Regions from separate parts of the Gossypium hirsutum genome. Here region 2 is linked to region 1. The links are chromatin contacts, called in public Hi-C maps. All regions are on one chromosome and are shown on one strand. The core of a region is the stretch at or near the end of the contact, and the rest is flanking DNA. Distances in the headings are between cores, read along the strand shown.

What was found. A called contact is a pair of places that touch in the nucleus more often than the background predicts.
Region 2: a contact with region 1 is called in a Hi-C map of leaf, with 3 times the contacts expected there. The contact joins the promoter of LOC107914381 here to the promoter of LOC107914373 in region 1. A contact is called at or near these places in 6 of 34 Hi-C or Micro-C datasets (hypocotyl, leaf and seedling).

The regions. Positions count from the first base shown.
Region 1 is chrD10:14,478,250-14,484,401 of Gossypium_hirsutum_v2.1, reverse strand. It overlaps LOC107914373, which reads right to left and starts at 2,938. Exons shown (of 2, transcript XM_016843276.2): 1 at 2,504-2,938. The coding sequence starts at 2,740.
Region 2 is chrD10:14,687,727-14,693,878 of Gossypium_hirsutum_v2.1, reverse strand. It overlaps LOC107914381 (transcription factor TGA4), which reads left to right and starts at 2,518. Exons shown (of 10, transcript XR_001688804.2): 1 at 2,518-2,803; 2 at 4,699-4,905; 3 at 5,005-5,079; 4 at 5,743-5,802; 5 at 5,893-5,970; 6 at 6,058-6,121.

The DNA.
Region 1 (6,152 bases), core at 1,689-4,188:
TTTGTATAATTTGCATATCAACCTTTCTCTAAACAAATATAACTACCAGTTTCTGATCTAGTTGATCCAACCAATCGATCCAATTTGATTCCATCATTCTTGAATATATTATTATAAATCATATATATCTAATAAAGTATAACTAAAATCAACTCAACATAATGGATTGAAAATTAAAATATATTTAGATAAACCTACACATGATGAGATTTAAGCATAGAATAATTTGTGAGAGAACCCACACTTGGCATTTACTATGGTGGAATTAAGTTATGTATTTTTGCAATAACAAAAATGCAATTTCACCATTTTAATAACTTATATCTTTATAATTTTTAAAAATTTACATCAAATTTTTCTCATTTTTAGAGGGATCAAAGTACAATTTTACTAATACTAATTTGAAATTTTATAAACTATTAAGGGGCTAAAAAATAAAATTTCCATTTTAAGGGGTCCCTCAAATCTAAGTATTCAAAATATTAAGCCTCTGCCTTTGCCAAAGTTTCATTGACTTTCTAACATATAGAGATGTTAATAAGGGTATAGAAATATTATAGTTAAAATGCATTTTGAAGTTTACAAAAAATTAGGCTCCTTTGAAACGTAAAAATTTTATGAAAATATTTTCAGCTTTTTTCTCATTTTTCAGCCTTTTCTATTTTTGTTTCATGTAAAATAAGATGGTTAACATAAAATATTTTTCATTCTACGTTAAATTATCCCTTTATTCCCGTAAAATGTCTTACCAAAATTTTTTTTTGTAAGACATTTTTCAAACTGATAAAGCTTTATTCATTGTAACACCCTCATACCCGACCCGATCAAAGCACCAAGATGTTACATTCTCTACTACATTCTTTACTTATCAAATATTTTCTTATAAGCTTTCATAACTTTTCAATTTAATCCTTTTTTGTCATAAAAGTTCAATATTCACTAATTAATCATATTAAATCAATTTTCTTTCTTGTTACACTTTAATCACATAATTTATATCAATATCTTGTTTCACATATCAAATTTCTATGCATTTTATTTCTATTATTTCATCCACATATTTTCCCAAGTTTAACAATTTAGTCCTTGTCATCATAAAAATTCCATATTTTTCAACAATTTCACTTTTATAATATTTTATGCATATTTCATTATCTCATAACACATTCATTAAACTTTTATCATAATATCCTTATTCGCATATTAAATTGTTTCACACTTAAAATTTTGTACAATTTTCAATTTAGTCCCTATTGTTTCATTGATTACATGTGAATATACGGAGCAAATCATAACAACAACGTATAATACTTAATTTCGGTTAACAAAACATAATAAAGCATTTATTACTTGAAAAAGAAAGTAAAGTAGGGTTTGGGAAAGCTTTAGTGAGTAGTTGATAGTGTAGAAGATAGACCAAAACTAATTAGGCAGTTAAGCTTAGAAAATACCAAAATAAGTAGTAAACTACGCAACTAGCCTAACAAAACAGCAGAAAATGCAATTAAGTTCATTTAATGAAGCAACTATTCTTTATAAAAAAAGGAAAAATCCAAGTGCTACTCAATTAACTTCATTAAAAACAGCAGGCACAGCAATTATGTTGTGCGGACAAGCAGGGTTGGGGAGTGAACAAAATCCTACTTCACGGATTTCACAGTCTACACTCCGCTCCATTTTTATATTTTCAATATATACCCTAACAGTGTTGATGACTAAATTATAATAATTTTAAAAATAATTAGTAAAAATATTAACAGATTATAGATTTTAAACGAAAATTAATAAGGTAATATACGTGCCCATCCATCCATCCAGATTCTATTGCCATCTCCCCATAAAATAGAAATTGTTGTTTAAAATTTTTCTTTTTCTGAAAAAAGAAAGAAAGAGAAAACTATAGTATAGTTATTAGACTTAATAAAGTCACAAAATGTTATAAACAATTAAATATGTAAAAATTTATTAAACTAAGCCTTGAAAGAAAGCATAAAGTTGGAAAAGAAATTCATTTTCCTTCCATTGGTGGATTGGATTTTTGTGGCACAACTTTGTGTTAAAAGTAACTAATGGAAACGCTTTACGGTTGCGTTTGGGATGCGATTTCATAGTTTTGCTAACAAAAAAACAGATAAAGGGGGCCCAAAGCCAATACCATTCACATAATTTCCCCAAATCCACTGTATATCCAAATTATTGAAGCACCAAGAATTTCCAGTTTGTGTACCATTTCTAGCTGTTATGTTCTAGTTTCTAACGTTTCTTTTGATTTGGACTTGTGTGTTTTGGGTTGAACTAATCAAATGAATTCCCAACTCAAAAATCCGTCAGAAATACTCGAATTTAAACTCGTCGAAATTTAATTCCACAAGAAACCTAAACTCAAAAGAATCTCAACCAAATCCAAACACGATACATAAACCAGAGATCCAAATACGAAGCAAAATAAGCCAAAGGACTCAGACCCAATTGAATAAAAGGAAAAGAAGAGTTGGGATTATACCTGGAAACGAGCGGAGACAAGCGTTGAAGTATGATGAAGAGCAGGCATTTTATCCAAGTGGGATTGGGAGGAAAGGGAAGCGGAAGCGGAGGAGGAGCCATCGGAGAGATCCAAAGCGAAGGGGCTGCTGAAGCAATAGAGAAGAAGTATTAGAAGGAAGAGTACGAGTATTTGGATCCAAATTAGCCATGGAATTCTGTAGCCTTCGATGGTTAGTTCATCCCCAAAATCAAACATATTATTTGCTGAATGGTAGGTGAAAAGCTGAAGGGAAAACAAAGAGGGGGAGATCGAAAGTAAAAAAAAAAAAGAACGAATGGAAAGGTGAGATTTAAGTAATGATGTTGAAGGAGAAGGATTTGTATGGTGGATGATGATTAATGAAAGCTGACTGATTAAGAAAGTGAAATGTTTGATAGTAGCAGAAGACCACGCGCTCACTAATAGGCGTGGTTCAGTTGCGAATCTAGTGGGATCCTTCCGTCGCTGTAAAGTTTTGTTTCACAATACGATTTTGTTCCGATATTGTGATTTCTGTTACGTGTTGATATTTATTTGTTTTATTTTTTCATCATTATTATTTAAAGAAGTAAGAAGACAGAAGGAGGGAGCTTAGGGAAAAAGTAGACATTGAATATAATCATAATCATATAAACACAAAATAAGGATATTTATTCATAAATCCACCCTTCATCATTTTTATTAAGGGTGGATTTAGATGAGTGGTGCATTTATTTGTGGTTAGTGTAAAAACAGCAGTAGCGGTGAGATTAGACACTGTAACGATACTGTAGCGTGAGATAAAAAGCAAATTAAACGCACCGCACCCCACCCAATTGCCCATCCAAACCCACCCTAGTATCTGAATCCTATTCCCAACATAGTTATATATAATTTGATAAATTTTATAATGTTTTCCTATTACAATATTACATGATTATATATAATTTGAATATCTTAAATGCTTCTCACACAAGGTTTTTCATCTTTTTTAAAATTTGTGTTGCTTTTTAAATATTATAAGACAATGGTCAAATTTCAATTTGGCCGTTAAACTATACTCAAACTTGAGATTTAATCTATACTTTTTATAATGGCATTAGTTTATTTAAATAGTTAATATTGTTAACATATCAATCAAAATGATGACATCAAATTTTCTTGAAAAGCACTATTTCAATTGAAAAAATATTTTATCAAATTGATGTTTTTAAAAAAAAATTCTTAGCAAGTATTTACAACATAACTACCAAGGATTTTTTTTTATTTCAAGTTTTTACATCACATAATTAATTTAAAAATTTTACTGATGATAACAACTGAACCTAAATTTTTATATCTAAAAGTAGGTGAATTAAATTCTTAAAGATAAAAATAGAAAAATTAAATTTCAAATATACAAAATGTATAAATGTGTTTATTCTTTTATCCTATAATTTAAACCAACAAATAATAGCGGAGGGTGAGCTAACAACTACACTAATAAATACAAATAATAATTGTTTTTAGTAACTTCATTAAAAAGTGTTTAGATAAAGATACAGTCCATTATAGAGGTGTGGGTCTAGCGTGTGGACATCACGACCATTAGAGAAGCGTGATGCTGTGTCTTCGAGGTGTCCAACGTGGACGATTAGTGGAACCACCGCAAACGATACGCTGACGTGGGTGCAGTGTAACAAATTGCCACCCCTTTAATCATCTAACAGAAAACGACATCGTTGTTTTATGATTCATTTTCTACAATAATCTAGTAAATTTTAGAGACATAAATTTACATGATGCTTTTTCGGACCGTGTACGGTTCAAAATAACCCCATCATTGGCTTGAAAGAAGTACTCTCAAGTGCAAAGGGCCGGGGCGGTTCCATCTGTTCAAAATTTCACTTAAACCTCGTGCTATTATTCTTTTATATTTATTTCACCTCAAATAAACGTTCTTTAAATTGTACTTTATATTTATTTAAATAGCTCAAATAAGACTCGGTTGTCCTTAACATTCACATTCAAAGCACTATCACCTTATGTATGTAAATAATTTTTTCAAAGGGAAATTTATTAATTTATTTAATAAATAAAATTATATAATTTAGAAAAATATTAACCATACTCATTGTAGATATTAAAGATCAAGCTCTATCAACACAACAAAGATTTTAACCTCAACATTAATAGAACATTATGGCATATTGACAATTGGCGGCTATTTTACCAAACTAACCCAAAACAATTAAATATTTACAAGAATAACTTAAGTTCAAAAACATTTATGAGAATGGCTTGAAAGGAACAGTGCAAGGGGTGCTAGCACCCCATGGTCAACACCCTGTCAGAAGTTTCCCAATAATTACTGATTGGAACAAAGATTAAAAAAATATTTTTTTGTGCAATGGCCAACACCCATTTGTATTTTTTTCACCCGTATTTTATACAATATATGTAATACCAAGTATAAAAAATATTTTAGGTGTTGTGTAGTAGATGGTCGACACCCATTTTCAATTTTTTGTTTTTTTTCTTTTTTTTTGTGTTGGCACTGTGGTGACCAACACCTTTTTTCAGTATACAGTAACCCAAATAGGTGAAAAAAATTACCATCATATAGTTCCCTGCCTATTAACGCTGCAAGTTCTTTAAGGTGGGTATCATCTTAAAATCATTTGTGCTTATTTTAAAAGTTATCACCATATATTTATTGAAATAGCTCAAATAAAGGTATATTTGTTTACCTATAAAAGTTTTTACAAAAAATAATGTTTGTTTGGCTGAAAATGATTTCCCACGGTAAAACTATCTCCAAAACATGAGAAAATGGTGCCTGTTTTTAGTAAAATGTCTTACCTTTTTTTTTTTCTATTAAGACATTTTCCAATCGATTTCCTCTTCACATCCCATCACTCTCCTAAACTCTCTTCCCCTTCCCCGTCGTTGCGACCTCGACCCAAGACTCATCTCTATATCGACCTCGACCCAACATCCTTAATTATCTTTGTTTACTCGTTTTCAAATGCATAAAAGTTAAATTTTTTTTTCGAGAGATCAATTTACTTAATTTTAAAATCAAAAGAGAAATAAAGGATATTTAAACCAACCAAATACATTTTAGGGACGTCAAATGCTAAGGAGATAGGAATTTGTAGGGGTTGAGTTGAGGAAGCGTTGAATATATGAATTTTTCATGCGCATACAAGTATAATAAAATTTTTAATATTATTTAAATTTATTTAAAAAAAATATTCTTTTAAAAGAAAAATTATCTGTGACTGCTCAAAATTTAGAATTTTAAATAACTACTATTATTTAAAATTTAACTAATCACTCTTATTAAAGTAATTTCTCAAATTAGAAAAAGCTATTTGCTCCCTTTTCTTTTATAACATTATTTCTGAAAATGAAAATTTTATATATGAAAATTAATTTTTTTCATCCCCATTATTGTTTATTAATACTAAAACTTTTTATATGAATTCAAGGTAGAATACAAATAATGAAATTAAAAATCAAATATAAAATTAGATTTATATATACACTTTTGATTGAGTTAATATCATTAATCAAAATAGTTTTATAAGTAAAATGGATTAATCTCAATTCAGAAAAAGGCAAGAAAAAAACCACAATTTAAATTTAGGTTAAATTATACTATTAG
Region 2 (6,152 bases), core at 1,269-3,768, 210 kb before region 1:
TTTTATAGCATATTGAATCATTTTATCACAACAATAATTTAATACTTATTATTTGATACATTAGTGGTTGGATTTTTTAACTCCACAAGCTTGATTAAAAAGTTGCTATATGTCTCTTTTAATTTTTTTTCATTTTCTAAATATCAAGTAAAGACATATGACAATTTTTTAATATCATTTATATAATACAAAAACTCCACCATTAATATATCAAATAATTATCCATAATTTAATTATTTAAACTTATCCTCTCTTCAATCATTTTTAATCTTTTCTTCCTACTAGATTATCCATATTTCACATTAATTAATATATTATGAACTATCCCTCATATATGATTCTTTTAATCATTTATGTCATATATGCTTGACCTATAGTTGTTTTAGTCGGCACTAATTGGACCTCCTCACCAAAGTTTAGGAAATGTCTCTCTAAAAGTTGCTAATCCTTCACACAAATGGGATTGGGTTATCTTCAAATAATAATAAAATTTACATGCTCAACATGGGCTATCTCCCATTATTATATAAAGCTTTCTACAATATATATATATATATAGCTTGATATATGCAACTATTTTTGTAGTGCTGCTAATTAGTGCATATGGAATCATGGGTATTCGTAGTTAGCATAGAATGGCGTTGAATTTCATAATTTCTACAATCTACACCATGCAACATGGGAGTGGAATTCTCCCAAAAATGTAAAACTAGATTTATTTGTCATCATAAAAATATTAAACTTAAAAAATAAATCTACCAGAGAAAAAGCATCAAAATTCTATCCGATTTGTTATTATTTACATAAAACTTTTGACAAAGATAAATAAAGTATTGTTTTATTTTAATTTAAAGTTTAAAAGGGTGTGTGAAAGTTGGGATGGTATTTTTTTTATTTATATTTCAAATTGAATTAAACTTGCGAGATTTAAATAGGAATAGGGCAGTAGATATGGATAAAGGCAAAAGTGAAGATGTAGTTGTCAAAAAGCTACCATATTCTTTCCAAGATGTGGATTTAATTCCTTAAGCCAACTTGTATAATTAACAAACTTTGCTTATCAAAACGGTATAGATTCTGAATTTCTCTATCCTATTCCCTAACTTCAACTAATTATTTCACCCTAAGTTGCCTCTTTTTTTATTTTTTTTCTCAAGAAGAAGTTTATCCATAATTATAAAAAAAATATCATAAGTCAATTTAAAATATTGTCAAGTCTCATTTTAATTATTTTGTTATTTATATTATATTATTATTTAAGTTAGTGAAATTATGGAAAATGGATAAAAATATGTATGCTGTTGGTTTTTGTGTTTTGTGAAGCTGTTAATTTAGTTCTAGCATTTTAATTGGTTCATTTTTAGTTTATGTATTTTTTAAATTCTAAAATTTTAGTCTCATCAAACAATAATTGTTAAATTCATTAAGATAAGTTCTGTTATTTCCAAAAGTCAATACGTTAAACATGCTATCATATGTGTAATGTCATATTAACTTGTTATTTTTACATGTTACTCACTAATGAATTAATTAATGAATCAACAACTATTATTTGCGTCAATATTAAAATTTTATAATTTAAAAATATAATAGAGACTTAAAATGATCCAATCAGAGAAAATAGATTAATTTTACAACTGTATAGATGAGGACTAAAATTTCAATATATAAAAAGTACAAAAATTAAAATTCAACATATTAAAAAGTAAGAATTGACTTTCATAAAACAGGAGTTCTAAAAAAGTTTATATGAAATAAGGATGTAGAGGTATAGGTTTAGGTTTTGGTTAGAGGAATAGCATACGCAGAGAGAGAGAGAGAGTGAGACAGGTTTGAAGTGTTGAGATCAGCATTGTCTCTAAGAAGACGTGAAGGGGTGGGGCAATTAGAGCAAGAATGTAAGGAAGGGTCACCATTTAATGATTAATTAGGTTCACCAAACCTCTAATTATACTAAATAATATTTTTTGAAAAAGAGAGTGAGATTCAAGCGCTGGTTAAGAGCGTGAAGTGGAAGGGAAGAAACAGGAGAAGGGACAAAATTTTACGCCGGAAACTGACGTGAGGAACACGCAAGAAAGGAATGCGCGTGGATTAAAGGAAGAAAGTTGAGTCGGGTATATAATAAACAGAGCTAGTGGAAAGATGACCATTTTTTAAATAAAAATAAAAAAAACATTTTGTATTTTTCTGAAAACCTCTAAAATAATGGCTAATGGGTAATGTGCTGTTCAACTCACTGTGGATTACGATATTACGAAGACAAATCTAACAAGTAATCATTTAAAAAATACTAATAGTAACCACAGAATATAAAAAAGTTAAATGTTGTAGTGCAAAAACGTGGAATTGTTCCATTTTTTTATTTTTTTATTTAAGGACTTTAAATTATTAAGTTAAATTCAATAAATAATTTTTAATTTTTGAATACGAATAATCAGTGTAAAAAGATGAAGATTGTGTGAAAGATCAAATCCAATTTTAAAAAATATATTTTTTGAATATTAAAATTTTAAGTGAAGGTCGAGTTTCTTCAGCTCGCATTACGTTATTATCCTGATTGTAGTAATAAAATAAAATAAAATAAAATAAAGGGGAAAAGATGCGATCAGTGTGAAGGGCGATTGGGGTTCCCAGAAGGATTGGTGTTGGGGCATTATACGACAGAAGCTTAGGGGTTTCGCAGAGAAGAAGAAGAAGCTATTTGCTTATTGGTTTTTGAAAGGAATTTGTTTTCTTTTTTGCTGTTTTTGGACCTCAAGTTTTAGCGGGAAACTTGTTCTAACGACTCTTTTAACAAAAGGTTGGTTTGTTTTTTGTCTTTTTAATTGTTTGGTTTCCGGGAAAGCTGGGAAAAATGCAAAGCATACCAACTTATTTGAATTAAAACAAAGCTTCTTCCTTTCTATACCTATATCTCTATATTTTTTTTGTAGTTTTTGTAATTTGAGTTATCTTCTGTTGTTTTTCTCGCAAGATGGATTAATAAAGTACTGGAAAATTTTTCTGTTTTGGAGCTCAGAAAATGGATTTTCAGTTGAACCATGTTATTGGGTAGCCCTCTTTTTTCCTTTTATTAATTTTGAATTGGTTTGAATTTCATTCAGAGGGGAAAACAGATTGAATAAGTATTGATTGTGATTATTATCATAGTTATTTGAGACTTTGATCTTCTTTTATTTGTTGTTATTGAATGTCTCAATTAGATTTTTCAAATCATTTTCATCCAGATTCATATGCATAGCTTTATCCTTTTGGTTTATCTTAACTTCATCTATAGCAGAAGAAGCTCTTTGTTCCTATTAGGAAAGATCATATGGAGGAATATCTTGCTACTGTAGTAGGAATAGCCTATGTTGATCGTGTTCTTTTTTTTTTTTTTAAGTATTTGTGTCCAATACCCTTATTTGACTAATGTTTGATTAAGGATTGATCTTTAAAGAATCCTCTAAATATATGAAAATTTTGAAGAAAAAAATTATTGAAACGCATACTCGTATCAAATACTCATATCCAGGTCCGAGCAACAATAGGTCCACCACGAAAATAAGAGTTAAGTTCAACAGTGACCTCCAACAATGGCAAGAGTTGACAGCATACGACTGAGTTGGATGGAGGATAATGATATGAAAATAAGGATGTCATGATTGGGTTTTCAATCTTTTTCATACACTTGGATACAAATAAACCATATTTTCTTTGAAACCACTAAATTGAAGTTGATTGTGATTCATTGGTTTCCCTTCTATGGAACTATAAACTCTATGAGCTTGGAAAGTTAAAGAGGGAATATCATTGTTCATTGTTTTTTCACTATTCATTCCTTGTCGACGCCGATGTCACCATAGATTTATCATCCTTAATAGCTAAGCTTCTATAGTGTTCATATGGAAGGGGCTAACTGCAGTTTCACAGTGTCAAGTAACTTGAATGGTTATTATCAAGTTACTTTTTCAGCAGCTACTAGCGAATGGGAACTTTACTTCTGAATTGTGTTTCTCAGGCTCATACTCCTCATTTTCTCCAAACTACTCATATCCGGCACTTATTTAGACATTACCTATACTCATATTGTATGCTTACCCGTATTCAACATTTATCTCTAAAGCTGGGTACCATAGCTTTTGAATAGCAATAGTTAAGTCAAAGGGAGAAAAGAGAAAGAAGAACAAAAATAACCTATATATGTGGATGCACTATTGCAGACAGGAAATAGTTACAAGGTAATAAGATTAGTTGCTTCAAGAGTTGCAAGGTTGATGATTGTTGAAGCGTTATAGGAGCTTTTAAATGATTCTTCTGACGTTGAAACTGTAAGATCAATTTTTTAGATTTAAACAGTTCTTTCTTCTTTTTGGTAGTTAGCAGATCAAAATTCTTTAATTCCATGTTTGTTCGAGTTCCATGGTAGAACAAGTTCACTGTTATTGGTTTCTTTAGTTCTTTTTCTAAACTTTCATGGTGGATTTGAGAGGTCACTGAGGCTGATTTGATTGCCTAACAAATCAATATATAAAAGTTTTCCACTGATTCCTTTCATTTGTGTTGCATCTTTGACAATTTTAGTATTGTGAAAGGCTTATTGATTAAATTTTATGATCATGTTCTCTGTTGCTTCCCAAATGTTTGCTATTATACCTGTTCTTCATACTCATGGAGTAATAAAGCTCATACATATCCATGTGTTGTTCCTTTCAGACTCCTTTTTCCAGTTCAACTTATGCAAAAGCTGCCTCCATTTTCGATTCAAGAAGCATGGAATCTCAGTTTGTTCCTTCAAGACGGATGGATATCTATGACCCTATCCAACAGATTGGCATGTGGGGAGAAAGTTTTAATGCTAATAGCAATCTGCATGCATCTGTATCAGTGATTGCTGAAATGGATAACAAAATATCAAACGAGGTGTGAATTTCAGATTTATTATTTCTTCGCTTAGTTGTTAAAAAAAATGTTTATCTGATTTTGGTGCTATTTAACCTTTATTATTTGAATTTTTTCCAGTCTGAAACTGCTTCCCATGAAATGCTTGCACCTTCTAACAAGTATGAGCAAGAGGCAACTAAACGCATTGATAAGGTAAGTTTGAATTGTACATAGTGCTGATTTTATATTTCTTTTCTTGGTTTAATGGATGCAAATATTGTCCTGGATCTGCTGTATGATGTTGAAACTATGTTGCTTTACTTTTATTTTCCTTGAAGTATTCATGTTTGATGCATTATCTGGACATAGCTATGGGATAGATTGAACATATTCGTCTTGGACATAAACCCTTTTCTGACACTCTCACCCAAGTCTAACTAACATCGTTGGATTAAGCCCAGATTAGTGATCGTCATTTAGTGACTAAAATCCTTCAATATAGTAGCACTAGAGATTCTAATTTCACTTGAGCAGACTGCAGAAGGATCAACATCTTTTGGAGCAATTAATCTCATCTTTCCTGCTAAAATCATGAAAATTAATGAGATAAATTGATTTAGGAACAGTGAAAATAATTGGTTTAACGTAAGGAAGGAAAAGCATGCGTGCACACCATTATTTTTGTCCATAATTACAGAAATCATATAATCTTATTCTGATATAGTTCTGTTCGAAACAATTTTCATATTTTCTTTCCAAATCAGTTTATTTAGCTGCTATGAGCCTATGTGTCTAATTTCTTTTTTTGGTTGATCATTTGTTTACCTTAAATTAAGGGTCTAATATGTTTGTGGATTTTACTGTTAATATCTATAGATACAGAGACGGCTTGCGCAAAACCGTGAGGCTGCTCGTAAAAGCCGATTACGGAAAAAGGTAAGATAAAATATGGTCATGAATTGCAACAGATAACCCAGAAGACAGCATGTGCATTGTTTTAATTAATTTCATAGCATTGCATTTCAGGCTTATGTTCAACAGTTAGAAAATAGTCGTCTAAAGTTGATTCAATTGGAGCAGGAGCTTGTACAAATGAAGCAACAGGTTTTGAATGATTCTAATATAAATTCTTTTCTTTTTCATTTTAAAAATGTTTAATGCCATTTTAAGCAGTAAAATCTTTTATTGCAGGGTGTTTATATGGGTGGTGGGTTAGTAGGTGGTAATCTTGGATTCTCTGCACCAGTAAAATCAGGTTTGTTTGTCAAAACACTGGCAGTTATTGT